Linked DNA regions of Zea mays: regions 1, 3 and 4 are each linked to region 2. The links are chromatin contacts, called in public Hi-C maps. All regions are on one chromosome and are shown on one strand. The core of a region is the stretch at or near the end of the contact, and the rest is flanking DNA. Distances in the headings are between cores, read along the strand shown.

Region 1 (2,700 bases), core at 152-2,651, 210 kb after region 2:
TCTATCTTCTCCATGAGATGGCCTAAAATTATTGATCAAGTATGATTAATAAACAAGTGTGATAGCAGCTAAAATCTGACACTTCACTGTTAGAACTCTGGTTTAAGATTACAAGTCATCAATTAGTGTGCAACATTCACATATTAAAACTAAAATTGTATTCTGTAATGCTAAGGTGCAACTCATGCTATCCTGTTGAATGCACAATAAAACTCCACCGGACCTTATATTAGAAGGAAAATAGTGTTATGCCAAATTCACAAAAAAGCATGCAAATGTGTTGGATGTTGTTTCAAAAAATTAATCAATATTGGATAGATAGATGCCTAGCGAGTTCTAATCATTAAACATAGGGATTTGCTTTGTACTATATATATTAAAAGGAACATGTATTTGAAATATCTCTAGACCATGAGTTTGAGAGCTTTACAGTAATTTCAGTTCGGTTTAAATTCATTAAAGACTCCAACATTTCATATAGAATAGTATGAACATGTGACCATTGACCAAACATACACTTAACAGTACATTCTATTCTCTCGGTGAGAATGCAATAAATATTAATGTAACTTGAGGTTCCACCAAACATTAGATGTAAGAGGGCAATTGCAAACATTTTCTTCCTGCTGAACTAATGTTGTACTTGTCAAAGTCAAACATGGCAATTGGAATACTTATCAAACTGAATACGGCTAGAAAGAACAGTCAGCATCAATGTCACAGTCTTGTTTTGAATATCACAGGCGTGCATAACTGAATGGAATGGACAAATTCACACGGAATCACGCACAGTTATACTTGGACTCATGGCCGATGACATTGTCTTGTTCATCCACTAAAATGCACCTGCATGCAAAAAAAATAACTTCTATTTTTATTGGCAGCAGTCACAGGATTTAAAATGAAAGCGATCAGACTGGTTTTCAACCTCAACCTGAATCTCTCAGTCACTAAGTTGTAGTTGTAGAAACAGTAATCTAGATTATGAAAGGAGAAAGAATCATAGCTCATATAATAAGTAACTCGAGAGGGAATAGTTTTAATAGCCACAATTCGATACTATCAAGGCACCGCGCAAGCCGACGATATCACCACCTTAACTACCACCACAAGCAGGGCACTGCTAGCAAATTTGACGCGACGGAGGTACCGCAGGCAACTCACTCGTCCTCAAACATGAGCCGCCGTTGGACGGCGTCCATCCCGACGTCGGCGTCAACGGCGCCGGGGCCTGGGTTCCCCATCACGGCGCCCCGTGCGGAGGTGGCGAACGACCGGCGCCCGCGGAGCCTGGGGAGCGCCGACCTCGCCGAATAGGAAGAGACAGCCAAGCGAGCCCACGCCCGCCGCCCAGCGCCGAGAGATGCCGAGGTGCACGCGAGGAGCGCGAGGGGCCGAGACGCTGATGCCGCCATGAGGCGGAGGGATGCGCGCACGGGGCACGCCTGGATTTGTTGGGCTGGTTAACTGGTTTGGTCGCTGCTATTCAGTGCGACCGACCGTGCGAGGTGCGAGGCTCGGGGATTAGGCTAGGTTTTTTAAATTTTACTCTTTAAATTATCATTAGAGAGTTATTTGTATAAAAATTACTACATCCGTTTTTGAATATTTGTCACGCGCTAGTTCATTTTTAGACTAAAATACTACAAATAAAAAAAAACGAATAGAGTATTTTCTATATCTTTTTAATTTTCAGCAGTCTTTCTATATATTATTTGTACTTTATAAAGTCATTCATGTTTTCTATATTTGACTTACGAGAAATCTGGAATTGAATAGAGCTATATTTGTATAACCATTTAGATAAATTGTTATAAGTTTTTTTTACAAAATCTCTATTTATATAGAATTGGAAGAATATAAAGAGCATCTCAGAGTTGCTCTAAAGGTCCTCTAAATAGATGACGCTCATACATCCTCTACATAATCTCTTCTCTTTTTTATCTATGTTTATACTTTAGATATTAGATTAAGTAAAACTACAGTATGTATTATTCACTTTAGCACTTGTTATTTATGCCTATATTCAAATGAATTATGATGAATCTAAGATACATATGCAAAACACATACACTAATTATTGTATGAATCTAATAAAAATCTGAAAACAAATTTTATTTTTGGACAAACGGAGTATAAGATATTTAAGGGCTAGTTTGGCAATACCATTTTCCCAAAAGATTTTCATTTTTACAAGAGAAATCAGTTCATTTTCCCTTGAAAAAATGGGAATCCCGCGAGAAAATGAAGTTGCCAAACTAGCCAATATATATGTATAAAAATCTATGATTTTGCTGTAATCTTTGGCCAATACTGCTAAGACGCTTTCTACCTCTTTTTGAGAGCTAGTCAGTTTTGTTTTGAGTCGTTGCTCATTTTTTAGGGACTAAGATTTGATTGCTTTCGATAACTTTAATTTGGCTTTTATCTAGCCTTTGCCACTTAAATGGGTTCTTCCTTCTTCCTTTTCTGTTAATCATTGTGTTTGTACAGTGGTGCTGACAATGAACTTGTTAAGGGGATACTGTGAACATGAGGTTGATATGTGTCCTTTTGGTTTAGATTGTGATGAGTAATTGTCAACAAGAGTAACATCTTGGTTGAGTCGTATGGACAAACCAGGATGTGAGTGTGTTTGAGCAACATTATCTTTGCTTGTGGTGTGCAGGTATGAACTTCATAGACGGTGGTCGACGATGA
Region 2 (2,700 bases), core at 61-2,560:
CGCCACCGAAGGCATACCTCTTGAACAGAGACCAGATGTCATTGGCCGGCAAGTCATCCAACCGGACCTCCATGCTTGCGGACAGCAAATTCGCTACCATCTTTTGACGGGTGGTGACCACGATCCTGCTTCCCCTTTCCCCGTGGCTGAGGGGCGCCAGCACCTTGGACCACATCTCTCGGTACTCATGCTGACCCATGTTCTCCTTGTTCCAGACGTCGTCGATCACCAGCAGGAACTTGCGCAACGAGACTTTCTCCTTTATCTTTTTCAGTAGCAAGTCGAAATTCGTCAGCCCGTCGAAGGCGTCGACGCCCACGTCGGCGCCCAGGAGGATCTTCTTGGCAAGCTCAAGCTCGTTGTCCGTCGGGAAAGGCTGGATCCAGATTTTGATTTCAAAGGTGGAGACCACATTCGGGTCCTCTAACAGGACCTGCGCCAGCGTGGTCTTCCCCATCCCGCCATGTCCTATGATCGCCGCGATGGGGACAGAGACAACCTGGGCGTCGCCGCCTGCGCCGACGAGCCAGGACACCATATTTTGCAGCTCCCAGTCGCGCCCAACCACCACGTCCTTGTGGTGGCGCAGCGAGGCCGTGATGCGGCCGAGCGGGGGCAGGTGACCGCTCTGTTCGCGCGACGCCGACGCGTTGGCCTCCGCCGTCAGAATCAGTGTCGGCGAGGCTTTGGAGATGGCTTCCAGCTTGTCGACGACATCGTTGAGCCTGTTGACGCGCTCGTCGGTGCCGAAGATCCGCTTGCTGACCCTGGCGACGGGGGATTCAGGCGGCGGCATAGAGTCGTCGAAGTCATCGACGACGTCTAGGGCCTCGTACACGGCATCCATGAGCTGCTGTAGCCACTCACGGAAGTCCGGGTCCCCGCATCCGTTCGGAGAGCCCCGCCGCTGGACGGCGGCCCCCACGGCGCGGAGCTGATACAGCAAGTGCTCCATCCGCTTGAGCGCCTTGGGGACGCCGTCGCCCAGGCTCTTGATCCTGTCGGAAGCGCAAGATTTTGCCTTATCCATCACGATCTTGATGATCGGGCACACCAGCCAGCCGGCCAACGTCTCCGCCATCTCGCCGATCGGAGATCGAGGCTGCGCACAGCGCGCGGATGTTGGGTGACCAAGGAGACTACAGGACAGTGAGGACCGATGGAGTCAGCGGCTGCGACGGGCCTTGTGGGAGCGGGGTGCCGCGCTCACCAACCGGACGAGGCCTCGAGTGGTTCTCCGAGCTATGACGGGGAAGTTTCCGTCCAATTTCCTCGAGAGTATCCTTCCGGCAGCTAGGGATAAAAAATGGTAATCTGAACTATAAAAATAAATTTAATATTTTTAAATAGATAATTTGATGTTGATTTTTTACGTTACAAATAAAAATAAAATATTGCATAAATTGTTTTATACATTATTTATTCTCTACAATAACAAAAAATGAAAAAAAATACCGCATTTGTTTCGGAATCAATAGCGAATTTGTATATATATCATTCGAGAAAATATAGAATAAATTTGAGATTTATCTTTTATAAATCTTTACAAGCTCAGTGTTAAAAGAAAAAAAATACAAATGTGTACAGTATATTCTATATCCTATTTATTCGTAATAAAAACGATCAAAAACACTTTCGACCATTTTCATCCCTACCGGTAACGACCCTATGCTTCTGTGCATTGACTGACTTCAGGACCAGGGTTACACATCCCGTTTTTATCTGAACTAGAAAAGGAAGCGCCCTATCGGGCGCTGGACACCTCATGCACGCAGAGGAATAAATTAAACCATATGTTACACCATATAGGATAAATAGTTTAATGTGGCACCAAAATTAGACAAATAAAGTCACAATGATTATATACCAATAGGCTTTAACAAATAAAAACGATAGACTTGTCTCGAGTACTAAACAAATTCAACACGACATGTAGTGTTGGTAACACCAAACAGGGCAGCAGCTCATATGGCTATGTCCAGATTTAGTTTTAATAAAACAACGTAGTCCGATAGACTTTAGTACAGCTCCAAAAGATAATACACATCTATATCATCAAAGGATTTTCATTACATCAACATTGAAAGAACAGTGGCATCCTTATCAGAACTATGTCCATATGTCAACCCAGCATCCTTTTTACCATCTTCTGGTGAAACGTAAAGATAAGGCTCATAGATTAATTGATGCAGGCGAGAAATTGTAAAAGCGCCTAAACATTCAAGCAACAATGAGATTGCTGAAGCTAGACATTTCAGTTACCTGGATGCATCAATTACCCTCCTCTTTGCAGAATCTAAACTTGAAATAATGACAACATGGTTCTTTCTGATGCTGCTTATGAAATCAACAACATTTTTTGCCGTTAATGAAACATAAGTGTAGCCCTAGAAATCAGTAACCTTCTTAACTGAGCTGCAAGTGAAACAAGTCACCACATAATTAGAGTAGGTGAGGTACTACATAATATAAGTTCAACAAATATGCTTGCTTAGTGAGAGCACAATATAGTAAAACTCAGATTAATTGATGCAATCCATTTTTCACAATTTGGAAAGATTTGGGTGGTACCACACATTGTTTTGGATTGCAACACGTTTTTTACTAAAAGAAAGAGGGGGGTTTCCCTAAAAGTTTTGATTTCTTTATATGCTTAGCAATTAGCACATACCATGATTCACTGCTCATGATTATGCTCTT
Region 3 (2,700 bases), core at 154-2,653, 170 kb after region 2:
CGATCTATCTTTTTTTTAATATATACTCTTCCATTTCCTTTTTCCTTCCTACTATCTCTGCTGCTACACGAAGCCAGCATATGGTTGCTAGTGAAAAGGACACACGACTGGCCCTTCGGCTACCCCAGCAGCCACTCCAAAATGGAACACCCGCGTAAGTCATACTACTGTAGAAAATTTAAAAAAAATGAAAATAAAAAAAAGAACCTCGAAACAACCCTAGCCAGCCACTGTCCCACACTACTGGTGGGAGACGCTAGATGCGCACGCAGTGCACAGGGGACAAAATACAGAGACGGAATTCCTTCTCAACAAAAAGCATGAAACACATGCCACTTTTGAAATGGGAGTATCTATGCGCGGCGTGGGAATAAGCCAGGATGCTCGGATCAAGATGCTAACACTGCAAAAACAGACGATGCATTTCTTTCGCTGTTTATTATAGTTTCATCAGATTGTTTGGTGTAAGATTTTGATGGCTATAGTATTTTTTTTTCTTTTCCCGAGATTTCCGGAGAGGATTTTTTTCTTCTTTTTCTTTCCATCTCTCTCGCTCTTTTCGTTCAATCTTACTTATTATACCGTCACCCATTCTTATCGTTCTTGTTTTTTTGCGACCATGGGTTATCATCTCATGTATTGCGAAACCTATAGTATAGCATTCGACTCCTCATCTCATGTATTGCAAAGCATCGCGGACCTCTTGTGTCTTACGATTTTGCCACCTTGAGAGCCTGCTCTGTACTAGGTGCAGCGCGTCGCACGACTGTGTTAAAAAACTCGTCTTCCGTCTTTTTTTAAAAAACAAATGCACAACAGTTGCCTACAACGACAAGCATTTTTTTTCAAAAGTTATATTCATGTCTCGTCAGTTGTTTCATATAGAATTACGTCTTTATTGTCTCATTCAACCTATCAACTAGAACAAGTACCACGCACCAAGCTGTATTAAATTCACTACAATAAATTTTTTATTTAACACACATTGTACATGTTCCGACTTTATATGGATTTTTTAAAAAAATTAATGATTAAACATTGAAATACGACATGAAGAAAACAGAATAAAAATATATGATAAAGCTTGTGAGGGCATCCCATCCATTTGACATGACACGCTGTGTGCAGTGCTGAAAATACTTGTGCTCGGTAGTCGGTACGCAAATGACTTTGCAATTATGGCCCGAGAGAGATATGCTTTACCAAATAGTAAATAGTTCAGATTATACGCAACTAAACAATAATCATGATGGAAAACCACCCTGTGACTTTGTGAGTGAGCATCATCAACCTAGCAGCACTGCTCCTCAACACAGAGAGAGAGAGAAGGAAAGAGACCGGAAAGGGCGCCCCCCGACGCCCGAGTCGACCGCAACAAGAATCAGCCACGCCGCGTCTCACCCATCTCCCGTAGCATTTCCGCCATCTCCTGCGGGTTGAGTACGGCCGAGTCCTGCTGCCCTTCGCTCGCTTCTTCTGGTAAATTGCAGTTTGTTACCGCAATTGCAGCTGCTAGTGGTGGCGAGGCATGGGCCATGGGAGAAAGACTAGTTGTTGCTGGTGTTTGGTAGTAGTAGCCGCGTAGGTCTCGTGGGTGTGCGCACCCTGCCTTCCCCGTCCCTATCCGCCCGTCTCATCGTCATCCCCTTCCTGTCTTCAACTTCACCTTCCCTGTGTTTCCTCCCCGCTTCCTTCCGCTCTAGGGGTCAGCCAGGCAGTCCAGATAAGATTTGCTCTGGTTAGGCTACCTCCGCGCCGCGCTGGAACTCCCTCCCGGTGAGGTTGTTGAAACCGACAAGGAACGGGGACGTGGGGCCCGAGGAAGGTCACGCTGCTAGTTTTTTTCCTTCGCGATCGATCCCTTCCGCCTCCGGATTCGCCCTGCTCTTGTTCCTCCGCTGTTTTCTCGATCGGTTGGCTGGTGACTCTGCCCCTGCCCCTGCCCCTGCCCCGGCCCCGATTCGGGGGAATCTGATTCGCCGTTGGGCGGGCGGGAGAGATTGGGTTCTTGGTTCTGGTGCCGGTGCGCGCGGCGTAATTTGGTAGCAGATAGAAGCAGGAAGGGGGAGCATCGGCCCTTGGCTGCGCTGCTGAGAATCGCGGTCGGGGGAGGCTGATCTTGGCGACGGTGGCCCGGCGGGGACCGGTGGCGGCCGCGGCGATGGCCGACGGGCTGGATCGGTGGCGCGGCTTCTTCCGTGGCGCCGGCGCTGGCATCTGCGACGTCATCGAGAACGCCATCCTCGTGGCGGCGGCCGACGCGCCGCGGGACTTCCTGCACCGCCGCGACCGCATCGCTGAGAGGCTCTTCACCGCGCTCCGCCGCGACGCGGCGCCGCCGTCCTTCGGCAGCGCCGCGGCGTCCACCACCCCGGCCACTCCCGTTGAGGAGGACAAGGGCAGCGTGCGCCGCGTCGCCGAGAAGGAGTGCAAGGTCGACAGCAGCAGCAACGGTACCCACGGCGGCGGCGGCCATGGCCATGGCCACGCCGATGAGGACGATGATTCTGACTCTGACGACGAGCGCCTCCGCCGCGCCGCAGCGAGCAACTATGGCCACAACTACGATGATGATGACGAAGATGGCGACCAACAGGAGGAAGATGAGCAGCAGCATGCCGCGGATGATACTGAAGAAGGGGAGGAAGACCACGACGCTGAGGAGCTCGAGGCGCTCACCAATGAGATCGATGAGGAGTC
Region 4 (2,700 bases), core at 6-2,505, 190 kb before region 2:
GGCAGCCATGGCCGCCGGGGTGCTGAGCAGGCGCGCGCCGGTCCAGGTGCTGGCGAGCGTGCTCGTGTCCATCCCGCCGAAGACCAGGAGGATGATCATGCCGGTGACCTCCTCCTCGGTCGTGGCCCGCCCGTCCTTGTACCTGGAATCGATCAGGCTCTGCAGCACGTCCTCCTCCTTCTCCTTCTCCTCCTCGCCCCGCCTCCTCCGGGACCGCACGACCTCGCTGAATATCTTTAACAGCTTGGCGCGCGCCCTGTCGCGCCGGCGGTTCGTCGGCGTGGGGGCGTAGGGGAAGAGCACGCTGGACAGGCGCATGCCGCTCTTCAGCTCGTGGAACAGAGCGTGCATCTCGTCGAACATCTTCTCGCGGACCTCCTTCCCGAGCAGGCACCGGCTTGATATCAGCATCAGCAGCTGGCTGAACTCGTGCTTCAGGTCCACTGTGCCTTCCTCTCCCCATTTTGCAAAGTAACCCTATGATGATGATAATTAATTTAAAAAAAAGAAACGCACGAATAATAATATAAGTTAATAACAGACAGAAAACATACTTCTACTTCCTGGACGATGGGGTCGACGTGTATCCTGAGCTTGGAAGGGCGTTTCAGCGGATCGCTGTAGAAGCGGATCTGCTCGTACCGGGTGGCGAAATCGACGCCGTACCCGACCTCCTTGCCGAACATGGGCACCATGAAGTCGAGCATGTTGCCATGGTTGATATCCGACTCCGGCCCGTTGTAGAAATGGTTCAACACGTCTGGCCCCACCAGGAACGTCGTCTTCATCAGTCCCAAGAAACTTACGGTGAACACGCTCCCCATCCTCGCGTGCTCGTCGTGGATCGTGGCTCGCAGACCTTTGGTAAAAAGCGTGTGCACGAACCGCACGAGGGATCTGCCCTCCACGACTGGCGGAGCTGGTATGGTGCTTCTTGGGGCAGACGTCGTAGCTCGCCGTTTTGCGATGATCTTGGTGGCTATGGCGGCGATGGCGAGGAAAGAGACGGTGAACCACACAGCATCCATGTCGCTGTAATCAGTGATTGATGGAGCCAACCAGGTTGACGATGTATACGATCTGCAAGAACCTGATCAAGCATGAGTTCGTTGATAATAGACTAGTAGTAGTAGCAAAGAAGTTATGGAGACTGAGAGATATAGTACGCTACCACATATATAATGAGGTGGATTAACCAGTGCCAACAGAAAGGACGACGACAGTCTTAAGAGGAACCAAAAGAATGCAGCCACCATAAGTCAGTAGCGCAGAGCCTCCATATATACAAGTCGACAAAGTTTTTACTGATTAAATAAGTTGATTTCTCATTAACCAAGCCGGCAAAGCCTTTTCGTTTCTTCCAGTTGTGATAGTGACTTATTCCCTCCATCCCTTCAGGTCTAAATTACAAGTCGACTTGAGTCAAATTTATAAAACTTTAACTACAAATATATTTTGTTATTTAGTTTTGAAACCTAACAGTCATATGCACTCATTTGTCTTAAAAATATTTTGACAAGACTATAATTGTATTAAGAGTTTACCTGTGCTTCGAAGAAAAAAAACATCGATCAAAGCTACTCCCTCCATCCCATTATATAAGGTGTGAATATGATCATCCCTAGTTTAAAGACTAAAAAATACATTTAATTCTCTCTATATCATTGCATCGATGTATGTGTATATAGAGATAGCACGTCTTATATCGTGGGACAAGAACAAAATGTGATTATGCTTTATATTATGAGACGGAGGGGTAATTTGGACAAGGGAGTAGGCCAGAAGATTGGTGATGTTGATTCTAAAACTGCATTCATTTGATACCTCTGTATCGTTGTTGTCGTATATGTGACGGACTAACAGCCAAACAAGCCGGCACAGTTTCGTTAATTATATATATTGATTTGCCATTAATTAACCGAGTCATTCTACTTTAATTGTTGATTCAGAGACGACGAACATCCGCACTGACAGTTTGGAGCCACCTACCCCCACCATTTTTTACATGGCGTAATTTTTTTGTCTTCAGTTAAACATCGTTCTGCATAATTTATATAAGTTCACGACATAAGATTTATATTGTTAGATTCACTATATACACTTTCTTAACAACTTACATAATTCGTGTATTTTGGAGTTGTAAGATTTTTTTTTAAAAAAATAGATGGTCAAAGAAATAATACTTGACTTAGTATAAAACTAATATAATATAGTCTGTTTACGAAGGATATCCACATCTAAAAAGATTATAATGTCGCCTTCGATCCGGAGATACCAACTCTTGCCTACCCGTATAGAACTTGATCCGCCAGGCACATCGAACTCGTACGTGACAATGATGATAATGACGGGTTAGGGGATCTAATTAGTTGTTAATGTTGAGCACCAAAAGTGACGGACGGTCGGGCCTTAGGGCCCGGACGGTCCGCGGCCCCGCGATCAGATTAATTCAGATGATTATCCTTATCTCGTGCGTGGTTATCCATCTAATCACGTGTGATTTGTGCAAAAAAGAGGCCGATTAAACCGGCCAGAGGATTGGTGCAACCAAGATCACTTGGTCATCCTCTTCCAGGGATGTTATGGTGTTGTCCAATCTATTCATCGCCGATGTCTTGTCCTACTCAAATGTGGGGTGGTACGACGATGAATCCATATTACTGGTCCAATCCATTTAGTTATTCGGGCTGGGGGCATTAC

What was found. Hi-C and Micro-C count contacts between places; a contact is called where the count stands out from the background.
Region 1: a contact with region 2 is called in a Hi-C map of tassel, with 4 times the contacts expected there. The contact joins the promoter of LOC100502421 here to the promoter of LOC103635657 in region 2. A contact is called at or near these places in 5 of 25 Hi-C or Micro-C datasets (bundle sheath, ear, leaf and 1 more).
Region 3: a contact with region 2 is called in a Hi-C map of leaf, with 7 times the contacts expected there. The contact joins the promoter of LOC100278816 here to the promoter of LOC103635657 in region 2. A contact is called at or near these places in 15 of 25 Hi-C or Micro-C datasets (bundle sheath, ear, endosperm and 4 more) and 1 of 3 datasets of contacts at active chromatin or transcription factors (leaf).
Region 4: a contact with region 2 is called in a Hi-C map of ear, with 3 times the contacts expected there. The contact joins the promoter of LOC103635655 here to the promoter of LOC103635657 in region 2. A contact is called at or near these places in 7 of 25 Hi-C or Micro-C datasets (bundle sheath, ear, endosperm and 2 more).

Annotation. Positions count from the first base shown.
Region 1 is chr8:106,821,738-106,824,437 of Zm-B73-REFERENCE-NAM-5.0, forward strand. It overlaps LOC100502421, which reads right to left and starts at 1,402. Exons shown (of 6, transcript NM_001196899.1): 1 at 1,165-1,402; 2 at 791-846; 3 at 1-22. The coding sequence starts at 1,244.
Region 2 is chr8:106,613,467-106,616,166 of Zm-B73-REFERENCE-NAM-5.0, forward strand. LOC103635657 (putative disease resistance RPP13-like protein 1) reads right to left here and starts at 1,311. Exons shown (of 2, transcript XM_008658064.4): 1 at 1-1,311. The coding sequence starts at 1,081. LOC103635659 (a long non-coding RNA gene) reads right to left here. Exons shown (of 3, transcript XR_557535.3): 2 at 2,672-2,700; 3 at 1,970-2,415.
Region 3 is chr8:106,778,732-106,781,431 of Zm-B73-REFERENCE-NAM-5.0, forward strand. It overlaps LOC100278816 (putative mediator of RNA polymerase II transcription subunit 26b), which reads left to right and starts at 1,404. Exons shown (of 9, transcript NM_001323007.2): 1 at 1,404-2,700. The coding sequence starts at 2,162.
Region 4 is chr8:106,419,967-106,422,666 of Zm-B73-REFERENCE-NAM-5.0, forward strand. LOC103635655 (obtusifoliol 14-alpha demethylase) reads right to left here and starts at 1,256. Exons shown (of 3, transcript XM_008658061.3): 1 at 1,172-1,256; 2 at 555-1,080; 3 at 1-477. The coding sequence starts at 1,028.